Linked DNA regions of Mus musculus: region 2 is linked to region 1. The links are chromatin contacts, called in public HiChIP or PLAC-seq maps. All regions are on one chromosome and are shown on one strand. The core of a region is the stretch at or near the end of the contact, and the rest is flanking DNA. Distances in the headings are between cores, read along the strand shown.

Evidence for each region. HiChIP or PLAC-seq counts read pairs in DNA pulled down with a chosen protein or histone mark.
Region 2: a contact with region 1 is called in an H3K27ac HiChIP or PLAC-seq map of embryonic stem cells, with 5 read pairs. The contact joins the promoter of Tssk3 here to the enhancer-like site in region 1. A contact is called at or near these places in 6 of 39 promoter capture datasets (the 3T3-L1 cell line, cranial neural crest, fetal liver and 2 more), 1 of 15 datasets of contacts at CTCF or cohesin (the NIH/3T3 cell line), 2 of 115 datasets of contacts at active chromatin or transcription factors (both in embryonic stem cells) and 2 of 9 other capture datasets (adipose tissue and liver).

What each region holds. Positions count from the first base shown.
Region 1 is chr4:129,390,442-129,397,537 of GRCm38.p6, reverse strand. It overlaps C330020E22Rik (RIKEN cDNA C330020E22 gene), which reads right to left. Exons shown (of 3, transcript NR_151530.1): 2 at 3,509-3,552; 3 at 1-3,423. Among named protein-coding and RNA genes, the nearest start is that of C330020E22Rik, 11 kb to the right of the region's middle. Within about 2 kb of position 3,192, at least 12 of the 459 cell types and tissues checked have an H3K27ac peak or open chromatin away from gene starts, as enhancers often do. A contact at or near this core is called in embryonic stem cells, where this site is marked.
Region 2 is chr4:129,486,197-129,493,292 of GRCm38.p6, reverse strand. It overlaps Tssk3 (testis-specific serine kinase 3), which reads left to right and starts at 2,523. Exons shown (of 2, transcript NM_080442.2): 1 at 2,523-2,831; 2 at 3,561-4,285. The coding sequence starts at 2,687. The coding sequence ends at 4,222. It overlaps Fam229a (family with sequence similarity 229, member A), which reads right to left and starts at 2,103. Exons shown (of 3, transcript NM_001085491.2): 1 at 1,958-2,103; 2 at 1,732-1,878; 3 at 1,337-1,601. The coding sequence starts at 2,094. The coding sequence ends at 1,499. It overlaps Bsdc1 (BSD domain containing 1), which reads right to left. Exons shown (of 11, transcript NM_133889.2): 11 at 4,858-6,252. The coding sequence ends at 6,220.

The DNA.
Region 1 (7,096 bases), core at 1,943-4,442:
GATGATTGAGCCACCACGTGGGTGTAGGGAACTGATCTCAAGTCCTCTGGAAGAGTGACCAGTGCTCTTAACTGCTGAGCCATTTCTCTAGGCCCTGGATTTTGTTGTTGTTGTTGTTGTCTTAGGAATTCAATGTTTATTTATACATTCATGGCATCCCCAGTTGCAGTCACATTGCCTGTGCTGCCGAGGTTGTCTCATGGAGAGAGAGGATAGAGCTGGATTCTGGTCTGAAGGAAAAATCAGGCCAAAAGTCTCCAGCCCCAAGAAACCATCATCAAATAAATATGAAAAGAATCTTTCTGCTGAGTAGAATATACTCCCTAATGTGATCACACTTTAAGGTCAGTAAAGAGTTATACAAACATGCATTCTCTGGCACCACCTTCAAAGGTGGCCGCACCCTCTCTCCTGGCTCTCTGAGAGCTCCCTTGAAAGACTTTTCAAGTTTCTCTTGCTCTGGCCTTTCCCCACTTCCTTATCGCCTCTGCTCACTTGTCCTCTGCTGAAAGTTTACATCTCCTTGTTTGTTTGTTTGTTTGTTTGTTTTGTACTTCTCTTCAGTCCCAAGAGAGTCTTCTCATGGCACCGCATGTTCTACATTGAAACCAGCACCACAAAAGATGAGATGGTCTTTTTCTTCGTTTGTTTTTCGAGACAGGGTTTCTCTGTAAAGCCCTGGCTGTCCTGGAACTCACTCTGTAGACCAGGCTGGCCTCGAACTCAGAAATCCACCTGCCTCTGCCTCCCAAGTGCTGGGATTAAAGGCGTGCACCCCCCCATCCCCACCCCCGGCTGAGATGGTCTTTGTTGTTGGTTTTTTTGGGTTTTTTCGAGACAGGGTTTCTCTGTGTAGCCCTGGCTGTCCTGGAACTCACTCTGTAAACCAGGCTGGCCTCGAACTCAGAAATCCACCTGTCTCTACCGAGATGGTCTTTTAATTGTCGTAAAATGTTCATGTGTGGCATTTTGGGGCGTTCCCCGAAATTACCTCCACTCTTGTTTCCCTCTCCCCCAAAGTGGATCAGAAACCAGCCCTGAAAAGTACATCAAGAAGCAGGAACCATCGTCCTTCGTTCCATAGCTGGCTGAGCGGATGCACAGTGAACACATGGTCGTCTGCTTGGCTAGGAAAGTCAACGCAGAATTGCAGCGACCAGGTTGGATCGCGTCAAAAAAGGAGTCCCGCTGACAGACCGCAGTGCACTCTATAGGATCTGCTTCAAATAAACCTAAGTCCTGGGTTTCAAACAGTTTGGGACTCTCCACTTCAGTTACCCAGGAAAATATTTGCGATATTTCAGCTGTCTTCCTTAGCTTATTTTCTCGTTTCCAAATGCTCGAGTCTTTCACCGGCCCCGGCTGGGTGAAACCCTGGGTGAATCCCTTGGTCCCCGGCTACAGGCTGGTGATGTGATGACTTAGGTTATTAGCTGCCTGGGACAAGAAGGTGGTCCCCACTTCTGAGCTGTGCCCCCATTCACACAAGCGCCAGGGTCGCTGTAGGCCGGGCGAGGGCTCCCCTGAAGACAGCTTCCTGTCTTCTGCCGGCTTCCTCCTCTGCCCCTTTCTCCCTAACCAAACCCCGTACACACTGGCAGGATCATGTCTTACCCACTGTGTAGTAAGCCCCCAACACTGGCCTTCCTACTGGTGTTTACTGGGCACTTCTGGGGTTTTATCTGGTTTGTATCTGGAGGCAGGAGTCAAGGGGAAGACAGACCACAGGAGTCAATGCTCTCCGTCCACCATCTGGGGCTCTAGGACCACACTCAGGTCTTCAGAATTAGTATTAGGTGTCCATACCCACTGAGCTGCCTTGCTGGCTCCAATTTTGTTGTTTGGTTTTTTTTTTGTTTTGTTTGTTTTTTTGAGATAGGGTCTCACTGTGCTGGCCTGGAGCTTGCTATATAGATGAGGCTGGCCTCAAACTACAGTAACCTGCCTACCTCTGCCAGTGCTGAGATTAAAGCCTCTTAGTTTTTGATGACTGAGTTCTTGAAGGCCATGCTGGCCTTGAACTTGATATGTAACTAAGGACGAGCTTGAAATATACATGCATGTAGTATGTATGTATGTATGTATGTATGTATGTATGTATTTCTTCCACCATTGAGGTCTGGGATTACAACAAAACCCACATTTCAATCCCCAGGACCTAACTAGTGAGGAAGGAAAGAACTGACCCCACAAATTGCAAATTGTCCTCTGATCTCTGTGTGTGCACTGCACACACACACACACACACACACACACACACACACACACACAGTTTGAATATAATAATTTTTAAATGGTTTAAGTGAGGTCTGGAGAGATGGCTCAGTGGTTCTGAGAGCTTGCAGTACCAGCAAAAGGACCAGAGTTTAGTTTTCAGAGACCTTGTGAAAACAGGTCTGTAAAGCACCTATGTACACAATGAGGATTTCTGAGGCTAGCTAGGAGAGAGGGGGTGGGGAAAGAGAGAAAGAGAGAGAGAGAGAGAGAGAGAGAAGCGTACTCCTGGTCAGCGATAGATGATGTGTCAGAGAAAACAAGCAGAGGTGATAGAGGAACCCCAATACCCTAGAGCACTGACCCCATCTCCCAACGCCCACAACACATCTATCTACATACACCACACACATCACCACCTGCATCACCATAAGCCTGCTGACAGGAAACGGCTGTACATTCTATGTTATGAAGTTTATAGCACGGTGGGAGTCGAGTAAAGCCCAGGTTACCAGCAGGTGACTGAAATCACCACCAAGGCTGAGCCAAGTCCGGCTCCGGGGAAAGTTGAAGGGAGGGGAGGGAGGGAGGGTTTCCCTCTGCCAGCCTCTCCTCCAGGACTTACAAGGCCAAGGAATCACACAGCTCGGGGTATGCAAGCACACACTTACAGCCAGTGGGAGGGACCCACAGTGAGCTGCGGTGCATGCAAGCCCTTCCCTGTGGCTATTCACATGCTCCGTTAACTCATCTCCAGTGAGCTAACTGGCACTCTGAAAACCTTCCCATACAACAGAGGCCCGCACTTTTTCTTTTCCATAAAGGGCCAGGTAATAAATGCCCAGGGGGCTGGGTGTACCCTGTGTTGTAACCCACTCAGCCCTGACATAATTGCACAGAAGTCACATAGGTAACATACAATAGAGCAGCTATGGTTGATGTCTTAGTTCATCTTCATTGCCGTCTTGATCTTTGGGTGTGTCTAGGAGGGTGTCGCCATCCCACAGACCGGTCCTGGCCTGAGTCAGGAAGACAATGGCAGAGCTGAGCACTGGATTCCTCTTTCTCTGCTTCCGGATGCAGCCACAGTCTCACCAGCTGCTTCAGTGCCTCCTGCTGCCCTGCCTGCCCACCAGGGTGAACTGCATCTCTTCCAACTGTGAGGCAAAGTAGACCCTTCTTCCCCCAGTTAGTGTTGTTGGTCAGGCACTGGGTCAGAGAGAGAAAAAAGCCACTGACAGAGCTGTGTTCCCATAGGTTGGTTTTTCAAAGCAAAATCTGAATCCATAGATACCTTTCAGTTGCCACAGAAATATTCTTCTGTTGGTTGCTTTCAACCTACAAAAGATGTAAAAAGAGAACAATGTTAGAGAGACTGGGTTGAGCCATGGTCTGTAATTTGCCAACCCTTGGCTTACAATAACCAACACTGGCATAAATTTCCTGTTGGCTCTTTCTCTTCTCTCCTCTCCTCTCCTCTCCTCTCCTCTCCTCTCCTCTCCTCTCCTCTCCCTCTTCTCTTTCCTCTCCTTTCCTCTCCTCTTCTCTTCTTTGTTTTTAGTATTTAGTTAGTTAGTTTTTGTTTCTTTGAGACAGGGTTTCTCTGTGTAGCCCTGGCTGGCCTGGAACTCACTTTGTAGACCAGGCTGGTCTCAAACTCAGAAATCCACCTGCCTCTGCCTCTCAAGTGCTGGGATGAAAAGTATGTGCCACCTCCCCAGCAATCTTTTGGGTTTTTTTTTTGTTTTGTTTTGTTTTGTTTTTTCATTTACTTACTTACGTGTGTGTGTGTGTGTGTGTGTGTGTGTGTCTGTCTGTCTGTCTGTCTGTCTGTCTGTCTGTGTACCCAAGGAGGTTAGAGAGATGTCAGCTCCCTGAAGCTAGAGTATTGAGCAGTTGTAAGCTACCGGATTTGGGTGCTGGGAATTGAATTAGGGTTTTCTGCAGGAGCAATAATGTGCTCGTAATTGCTGAGCCATTCTTCAACCCTTGCTTGAAGCCTGGGTTTACATTCAGTGCTAGATCCTTCTGTCTCATCCTCTGGGGTGCTGGCATCACACACCTGAGCCACCATAACTTCTCACAGGCGATTCTTACTCTGTTATACGCTTGTGATTTCAGGTCAGATTCTGTGTCTCTCTTGACCCAGGCTGTGCTGTGGAAGTCACCTCCACCTGGGTCATCTCCCTATTACATCTTGTAGAATGTTTTTGTTTCCCATAGGGCATCCCACCGTCCTCCAAACACTGGCATGAATGGAGATAAATCTGGATCAAAATCCTGGTAAAGAAGCAAAATCATAGTTCAGGGCACGTGGGATGGCGATACCAGGTGGGCATAAGAACTGATTGAGTGGAGTGTACTCAAACTCTGGAAATCCGAGAGATCCGAGACAGTAGGCGTGGAGCTGCCCTCTCCCAGCCTCCATCACCTGCTCTAGAACTCATAACCACGACCACCAACTGAGAGGACCACATTACACTTGTATAATGTATAGTGACTACCTTGCATAGCACTTGGAGTTCTCCACGCTGATGGGGTGTCCAGATAGCCTTAGCCTTCAGCCAATCCCCTCCTGAATAGTCTCATGCTCTTCCCCCTAAAAGTATACAATCCCTGGCTCACATCCACCCCCAGTAAAGCAATATTAGCCAGCAAGGATCATGTCAGAGAGCTGCTTCATTAAAGATTGCCACAGGGAAGGCCTTTGCTTAAACAAGCTGCGACCTACGACTTCCAAAGAAGGCCTTTCTCTTCTGCCCCTCTGGGTCTTGGCACTCGCTCCCAATGGACCAGATCCTGTTTGTCTTGGGCTCTGCTTTCCCTCTCTTGCCTGGCATACAGATGCCCTGAGGGGAGATGTGGACCTCAGACCCCTGTCCCTGATCTCCTCTCTGAGCTGGTAAATTGGCAGTATCCAGACACTGCCAGCAAAGAGAGGCAGAACCTGGGACCTGCGATGAGCCCGGGTACCACATAATAGCAGTAATTAGGTTTAGGGTAACTGTTGTGAGCTGCTAACACTGCTTAGTAGGAGGAGGGTGAAGTTTGCTCCACCCACTTGTCCTTCCTGCCCCTCCCCCCACCTGCAGATGATCTGGAAGGGAATGGAGGGGGTGCTCCAGTGTAGAGAGGCAGATGGTTAACTAAAAGGAGGGATTCCACGGTGAGGCTTTCATGGTGTTATGATCCGCAATGGAAGGGGACTTTCCAGAATGTAGACTTTTTGGAATCACTGTAAGTAACCCCTCACCCATGGTCCCATTAATAATCCCAATAAACTCCTTTTTGAACCACATTGTACTTCAGTGGACTTGTTTCTTTGGTCTGTTGGTAGCCTATCAGGAACTGACTTGTTAACATCTGGGGGTGGGGGTGGGGGGCAAATCACATTATAGCAGAGAGGAAAGGCAAGAGGGATGATGGGACTCTCCATGGTGCATCTTCATTCTTCTGCTCAGGACAAGCATGCTGTCATTGCTTATGACGTCACTGGATCCAGTATCATACACCAAGCCTGAAGAGTGGACAGGGAACATATTTCATCCACAAGCAGGCCTTAAAAGATACATGGCAGGGTCGGGCATGGTGGTGCACATCTTTAATCCCAGCACTTGGGAGGCAGAGGCAGGCAGATTTCTGAGTTCGAGGCCAGCCTGGTCTACAGAGTGAATTCCAGGACAGCCAAGGCTACACAGAGAAACCCTGTCTCAAAAAACCAAAACCAAACAAACAAACAAACAAAAAGACACATAGCAAGCTGTGGGCATGCTGTTAATCTCAGCACTTTGGAGGCAGAGGCGAGTGGATCTCTAAGAGTTCCAGGCCAGCCTGGCCTATAGGGTGAGTCTACAATAGCCAGGGCTACACAGGGAAATCCTGTCTAGAAGAACAAAACAAACAAAACGAAAAGTCACTTGGCAAAGCTGGAGGGAAGTCCACATTCTGACACATGTCATTTCTCAACAAGCCTTAGGACAGTCGTAGTCAAGTGTGCTTTGAAGGATGATCTGTGTCTGTGGTCTGCGAGAAGTATGGAAAGGAAATGCAAACATGTTTATACAATTGATATAAACATGGGAGGTTGACTTCACAAATGGATTCTTAATGTTCTATTTCTGGAAAAAAGAGTGTTGCTCTGTGTGTCTCTGTGTGTGTGTGTGTGTGTGTGTGTGTGTGTGTGTATACAAATGACCAAGCAGGCCAGAGAGGGCGTCAGATCCCGTGGAACTGGACTAACAGGCCCCTGTGGGCAGCTGGATGTGAATTCTGGGAATGGAACCCCAGTTCTCTGCAAGAGGAGCACAAGCACTTTCTCCAGCACCTGGTGTCACAGTTTTGACAGGAGGGAGCCCTAAATCTGTTTTGGTGAGATGGCCGCTTTCTCATCAGTGAGTCTGCCAATCTTTATTGTCAACATGGCAGAACTTAGACTTAATTTAGGAGATTGAGCTGGACATGGTGGCACACGCCTTTAATCCCAGCACTCGGGAGGCAGAGGCAGGCGGATTTCTGAGTTTGAGGCCAGCCTGGTCTACAGAGTGAGTTCCAGGACAGCCAGGGCTACACAGAGAAACCCTGTCTCGAAAAACCAAACAAACAAACAAACAAACAAACAAACAAACAGGCAGGAGAACCTAGCCAGTAGGCAGCGATTCTTGATGTTCTCCACTTCAGTTCAGGCCTCCAGGTTCATGCCCTGGCTTCCCTTCACAATCAACTATAAGCTGTAAACCGCGGAACCCTTCCCTGTCCTGGCAACTCACTCGCATGCTTTTGGCAGAGACCTCAGTTCATCTCCTCAGGGCTTCTTCAGGATTCCCCCAGTGTAACTTATTCAAGACGGAAAAGTACAAGCCGGAAGCTGCTTTATCTTGGCGAC
Region 2 (7,096 bases), core at 1,274-3,773, 96 kb before region 1:
AAAGTTAGAGGCCAGCCTGTGCTACAAAAGATTCTCTTGCAGATAACTGCCATCCTTATAACTATAGAATAACAATAGCAAAATTGGAATGTGTTCTAAGTAGGCTCCCTTCTTGGGGTCCCTCCTGTCAAGGCTTCTGCTTGAGAGGGCCCCTCAAGGCATTTAGTTTAAGAAAGTGGAGCAGTTTTATGTCCCAGCATTACCTGTTATCAAGGGGGACCTCGGGCATGTCCTTTAATTCCTCACTTATGAAATATGCAATTAAGAAACTTAGGGGTACAGGCATGGTGGTGCATGCCTTTAATCTGAGCACTCGGGAAGTAGAGGAAGGTAAATCTCAGGTTCATAGCCAGCCTTGTCTACAAAGTGAGTTCCAGGCCAGATCAGAAAAGAAAAAGACTGGGGGTGGGGGTGGGGTGTGGAGAGATGGCTTAGTGCGTAAGAGCAGTTGTTGTCCTTACAAAGGACTCAGGTGTGATTTCCAGCAACCACACAGTGGTTCAAACCCATCCTTAACTTAGTTCCAGGGAACTCAACAGGCACACGCTGGTGCAGCCACACACATCCAGGCAAAACACTCATGTCCATAAAGTAAAATAAAAAAAAAATATTTGGGACATATTTTTCAAATCACTTGAGTCTCAGCAACTCTGCTGGTCTTAGGAGAAACAAAAGGTCCAAACAGATGGGGTCAGATGGCCTGACCCCTGCAGCAGGCCAAAGAACAGCAGGGAGTCAAATCTAATTCTAGCTTGGGAGAGTTACATGGTGTTGCAGTGGTCAGTCTTTTATTTATTTATTTATTTATTTATTTAATTTATTTATTATATGTAAGTACACTGTAGCTGTCTTCTGACACACCAGAAGAGAGCATCAGATCTCATTACGGATGGTTGTGAGCCACCATGTGGTTGCTAGGATTTGAACTCCGGACCTTTGGAAGAGCAGTCGGGTACTCTTACCCACTGAGCCATCTCACCAGCCCATCAGTCTTTTATTTATTTATTTATTTATTTTCTACATCGGCTGCTCATCTTTCCCTTTCTTGCTTCTGTCCCAAGCTGCTCTAAGCTGCCAGTGTCCCGCAGAGAATGAAGATTTCATTGGCAAAGCCAAGACAAGGAAGAGGAGACTGACAGCTGGGTGAAGGGAAAGTAACCACCAAGAAAAAAACGCCTGGAAGAGGGTGACGACCCCCTAAGTGGGAGGTGGGCAGGGAAGTGGAGGCGGGTGGAAGTCTGGTCTAAGAGTGGAGGTAGCCCAAGAGTGATACTGGCTGGGTCCGAGAAGTCGGTGGGCCCGATCCGACGGATACACATACACGGCCAGCCCGGAATGGAAAGAACAGTTTATGCTGTGCTTTATTAAAATGTGCATCATTCTTTTATTTTAAAATGTGCATCATTGTCTCGTGCTCGGCGCGTGCGACCTCAGCGTGGTGGCCCGCGGCTGGCCTCGTCCGTCCCGGCTCCTGCAGAGCTGCCGTGCGCAGGCGCACTCAGGTAGCACGGGCCCGGGGGCTCCCGCCCATGGCCAGGTAGACGTCGATGGGCACGTGCAGCAGCGTCAGACAGTGGCAGCCCGGGCAGCGTCGGAGCGGCCTGGCGAAAGCGGCAGGCGACAGGGGGCGCAAAGTGTTGGGGCGCGCCAGGGGATGCGCCTGGGATCTTTGGGGGTAGGGCCCTGGGGATGGCGATGGGGCAGGGCCGAGGGGTGGGACGACGGACTCACCTGACAGGGTTTTGATCCGTAGCTACAGGCTCCGGGCTATCCTGGGACTCGGGGGCGGAGGCAAGGCCAGGGGAGTCTCCGGCCTCAATGGGGAATCTTCGACCCTGTGGGGTCTCCTGGGCACTCATGTCCAGGCCCCGGGGCACTCTGTATAGGAGTGGCGGTCAGGCAGCTCCGGGCCCCTAGATGCTCCCTGCCCGTGCCCGTCTCCTGTGTCGTGGCTTACCTGCCAGAGGCCGAGGCCGGTCCCAGGCTGGAAGCAACTGCCCGAGCCCTGGCCACGGGAGGACGCTCCGGTCCAGGCGGAGCCTGGCAGGTGTCTGCTGCGCGCCCGGGCCCCAGCGTCGAAGGGGAGGACTGCATTGTGACCCCGATCTCTGCGTGCTGACCTCACACAGCCTGTTCCTCGCTGGAATTCTTAGGCAGTCCCAGAGCGTTCCGGCATTTAGTGAGGGCCCGGGCCTGAGGCCAGAGGGCTCTGGAGATCGCACCTTGGTGACCAGTTTGCACTCTTTCCCAACAGCTGGATGGGGACTTCGGAGGTGAGGGCGACCTGCCTGGAAGCGGAGCCCACATGGAGAAGGCCCGCCTCCCTGACCTACGCGGCCACCCAGGCCCGTTCCCCAGCATCGCTACCACTCTGCGCCTTGCTCAAGACTGACTTAACCCATGCTGGATTTGCTGGTGGTGGCGAGGGAAAGTAGGGACACTGCCCATGTTGTCTGAGGGTCACACAGCATTTACATCACAATTGGGCAGGAGTTTAAAAATGTCTGGTCCTCTCCCTCCCCACCACCTGTGGCTGTGTCCAGACGGAGAATGTTCTAGCCCTGGAGGCAGCTGTGAATGAAGTCCTTGGGGGGAAAAGAAGCAGGCCGAGGGCGATGGTGGAGTAGAGCTGCCTCGCAGAGGCAGCATGAGCTGAGAGGGTGACAAGAAGGAGGCGCTACACAGCATGGAGGACTTTCTACTCTCCAATGGGTATCAGCTGGGCAAGACCATTGGGGAAGGGACCTACTCAAAAGTCAAAGAAGCATTTTCCAAAAAACATCAAAGAAAAGTGGCAATTAAAATTATAGACAAGATGGGAGGGCCAGAAGGTGAGCTGGGGTCCTTGGGAGGAAGGGTGGGCTAGCCAACACGGGTAGGCCCTTTCCTCAGAGCATCTCTTCCTCCCTTTGAGTCAGGATGGCAGAAAGCAAGTCAGATTCCTGCCCTAAATAGAAGGATGTAGGGAAACCAGGATCCTCACACCTTTCCAGAGCCACAATCGTAGCACAAGAAAAAGAAAGGGTCCTAAACCGGGCGTGGTGGCATGCGCCTTTAATCCCAGCACTCAGGAGAGGCAGAGGCAGGTGGATTTCTGAGTTCGAGGCCAGCCTGGTCTACAAAGTGAGTTCCAGGACAGCCAGGGCTATCCAGAGAAACCCTGTCTCAGAAAACAAAATAAAAAACAAAACAAAACAAAACAAAAGGTCCTCAGTTTTTCCTGTCCCAAGAGGCGTTGGCCAGAAGACAGCAGGAACTGGTACCCTGCAGGTGGAAGAGGGACAGGACAATAGATCCCTGGAAAGAATAGTGAGATGCAATAGCTTTGAACTTCCCAAATCCCTCATCTGTGGTCTCACAGGCTGCTGGGAGGAGGTTCCAAGGATGAGCTAATCATGAAAGGAAGGCAATACTTGCTGCTAGAGACACCCGAGACTGGTCAGGGAGTCAAGAAAGAACACCTAGACATGGTAGGTGTCTGGAAGCTGGAAAGCAGGAGCCAAGAGGGAGGAACCAGGACGTTTTGATCTTGATTTTTGTCTCCCCACTTTTTCCCTCAGAGTTTATCCAGAGATTCCTGCCTCGTGAGCTCCAGATTGTCCGTACCCTGGACCACAAAAACATCATCCAGGTGTATGAGATGCTGGAGTCAGCAGATGGAAAAATCTACCTGGTGATGGAACTGGCTGAGGGAGGGGATGTCTTTGACTGTGTGCTGAACGGAGGGCCACTTCCCGAGAGCCGGGCCAAGGCCCTCTTCCGCCAGATGGTTGAGGCTATTCGCTATTGCCATGGCTGTGGCGTGGCCCACCGGGACCTTAAGTGTGAGAACGCCTTGTTGCAGGGCTTCAACCTGAAGCTGACCGACTTTGGCTTTGCCAAGGTGCTACCCAAGTCACGCAGGGAGCTGAGCCAGACCTTCTGTGGCAGCACAGCCTATGCCGCCCCTGAGGTGCTACAGGGCATACCCCATGATAGCAAGAAAGGTGATGTCTGGAGCATGGGTGTGGTCCTGTATGTAATGCTCTGTGCAAGTCTACCTTTTGATGACACAGATATCCCCAAGATGCTGTGGCAGCAGCAGAAGGGGGTGTCCTTCCCCACTCATTTGGGCATCTCAACCGAATGCCAGGACCTGCTCAAGCGGCTCCTGGAACCAGACATGATACTCCGGCCTTCAATCGAAGAAGTTAGTTGGCACCCATGGCTAGCAAGCACTTGATAAAAGCAATGGCAAGTCCTCCCCAATAAAGTAGGGGGAGAAAGCAAACTGAAAAAACCCGCTTCTAAAATGGTGATCTATATTTTACACTTAAGTCCACTTCTCCCATGGCTGACTTCCACCTCCTCATTGCGGCTCCACAGGCCTCTCACCTTCCCTGTAAAGACCTTCCTGGAACTAAGGGCCTTATTTAGATTTTTCTTTTATTAATGGCGCTCAAATGATTTTCATATAGGTGATTAATTAGCACTCATTACGTTAGGCCCTAGCAGCATCAGCAGGCCGGGAGAAGTGAGGAGAGAAAGGTGAGCCCGTGGAACCACTCAGGTGCTACAACTCGCTTTCCAGATAAAAGCCAACGCACCTGGAATGCAGGCCTGACCTCCTGACTCCTTGGCTTGGTGAGAAGCTGCTTGGGCCCAAACCTTTCTCAAACCAGAGGCCAAGCTGAGTCAGGAAGAGACGGGGCATCCTTAGCACCCAGGCTGGATCCCACCTATGAGGCCAAAAGTATGCTTGCAGCTGTGGGAGCCTCTGCCGAGGGGGACAGAAACATCCCCGGACACTTCCGCTTCTGTTCAATCACTTTAATGCTGTTATGGCAAATCTGTAAAAGGTTCAGGACAAACTTTTTATTTTTGTTCCTTTTTAATTACAAAACTAACAGCTGTTAGAATTTTTTCTTTACTTTTTTTTTCTTTTCCCAGCTACAAAATACTCTGGGGAGATGCATTATAATTTAAAATATATAATATTGCACAAACAACCAAAAAGTTAATTAAAATAATTACAAAGAGAAAAACCCATCCCATCAAAAAAAAAAATTAGCATTTTGTCCACCCTACCCCCTTCACTGAAGGTTTGCAGTGCCTACAATTCACAGCAACCCTGACCAAGCCCCTTTAAATGAGTCACTGGTGGATGCCCCAGCACACAGCATCACCAGGGCAGCATCCGCGCAGCACCAGATCTTCATGCGGCCCTCATTGTCTCAGGGTAAGAGCCCCAGGCTGACTGTCTTCAGGAAGGAGGGCCTCTGCAGGAGACAGGAGTCTCAGGATGCTTGCCCCAGCACACCCCTTCAAGAACAGAGGGCTGAGGAGAAGCTGGCCTGGTGATGGACTGTGAGTACTCATCTCTGCTCATTACTTCATGTAGCTCAGAGCTGGCTTGTGTCCTAAGCTATGGGAGTCAAGGTAGGTAGCTGCTTGGAGCAGTTATCCTACCAGGCAACACACCGGAGGGCCTGAAAGTGGCTCCCTCCCTTCTCGGGGAGGGAAAGAAATACAAGAGCAGACTCTTGCAGTGGCACAGATGGGCTAAGGACTTGGGTGCATCTGACATAAAAGCCCTGGGAAGGTGTAGGGATATCCCGGCGTGGGTTAGAGGTGAGTCAAGGTGTGGTCTTAAGATTCTGAAGCCCGTAGGACCTTCCCAAGAACAGGAAATGGTTGGGATGGAGATTCCAGAGAGGCACATTTCCCAGAGATGAGTGTCTCTTTCTCATTGGGTCAGAGATGAGTGCCTCTTTCTCATTGGGTCAGGAACGAAAATGCTGTTCACTGTTCCTGTGTAGTCAAGGGCAGGTGGCATGGCCTTTCTTGCTGGCTTACTAGCTTATGGGGTAGTACGTGTCGTCTTCAATGAGACCAGTGCTTCGGCTCTTGTCTCTGCAGGAGACAGCTACCCCTCGAGGTCTCCCAGTAGGAATCCCTACAATAGCAGGGAAATGCAGGCTCTCCGGTGATGGGGTACGGGGTCCTCCCCTTAGGTCATCCTAAGGTTGGCACAAATCAGACTTCTGGATCTGTATTTGAAAAGGCTCTTTCAAGGTGTGAGCAGAGGGCCAGCAGGGAGCCACCAGAATATGTACCAAGTTCTGGATGGCGGAGGCCATTGGGGGGGACATTCTCAGTGTCTTCCAAGTCCGGCCGAGACTAGCGAGCGAGGGAGGTGGGATGTGCCGAGGGTGGGGGAGCTGCTTGCTCTGGCTTCTCTCATTCCCAGTCCTCCCACTCTACATCTTCCAGCTGCAAAGATGAGGAGACTTTGAGAACACAAACACACTCACGCCCAGAGCCCACCGTCCCCACTGAGCTAGGTAACCACTGGACCGGGCCGTCCCCACAACAATCCTTGGCTTTAGGGAATGTAACACAGATGCATGCTGCCTGAGAGAGAGGCTTGCTGCTTTGATGGCTTCAGATCCAAAGGAAATATTTCCACTAACTACACTCAACTCTGCATGGGATGCCTTCGGAGGAGTCAGTCCCTAAAGGAGAGAGATTGTTCCCTGCTGAGCAAAGGCCAAGAACTGTGAGGGGCTCCGGAGCTGCAAGGCTATTGTCTACTTTTGGTTGTTGTCCTACTGGTTTTGTTTGAGACAGGGTTTCTCTGTGTAGCCCTGGCTGTCTTGGAATTTGCTGTATAGATCAGGCTGGTTTTGAACTAACAGAGATCTGCCTCCTCTGCCTCCTGGAGTGGTGGGATTAAAGGGCTATGCCACCACCACCCAGCTAAAACTGTTCCCTCTTTTATTGACTTGAAAGGCCAGGGTGTGTTCTCTCTGCACAGGGCTTCTCTCTCTTTTTTTTGAGACAGGGTTTCTCTAGGGCGTCTTATTCTAACTTCCTTGTCACTGCTGCCCTGTTCTCAGCTGAGTCCTGCTCTAGGGGGGCTGGGGGTGGGAGGGCAGGTGCACTGAGAGTCGGGTTTTGTTGTATGTTTGCATCAAATTCAGGACCTCCTGAATGCTTTGGTGAGTGCTCTACCACAGAACCATATTCCTAGCCAAGCATATTCGGAATTAAAGAGAGCTAAAAGACATAAGCTAGCAAGTCCTTCATAGGACATCACAGAGGCCTCTGCAATAGT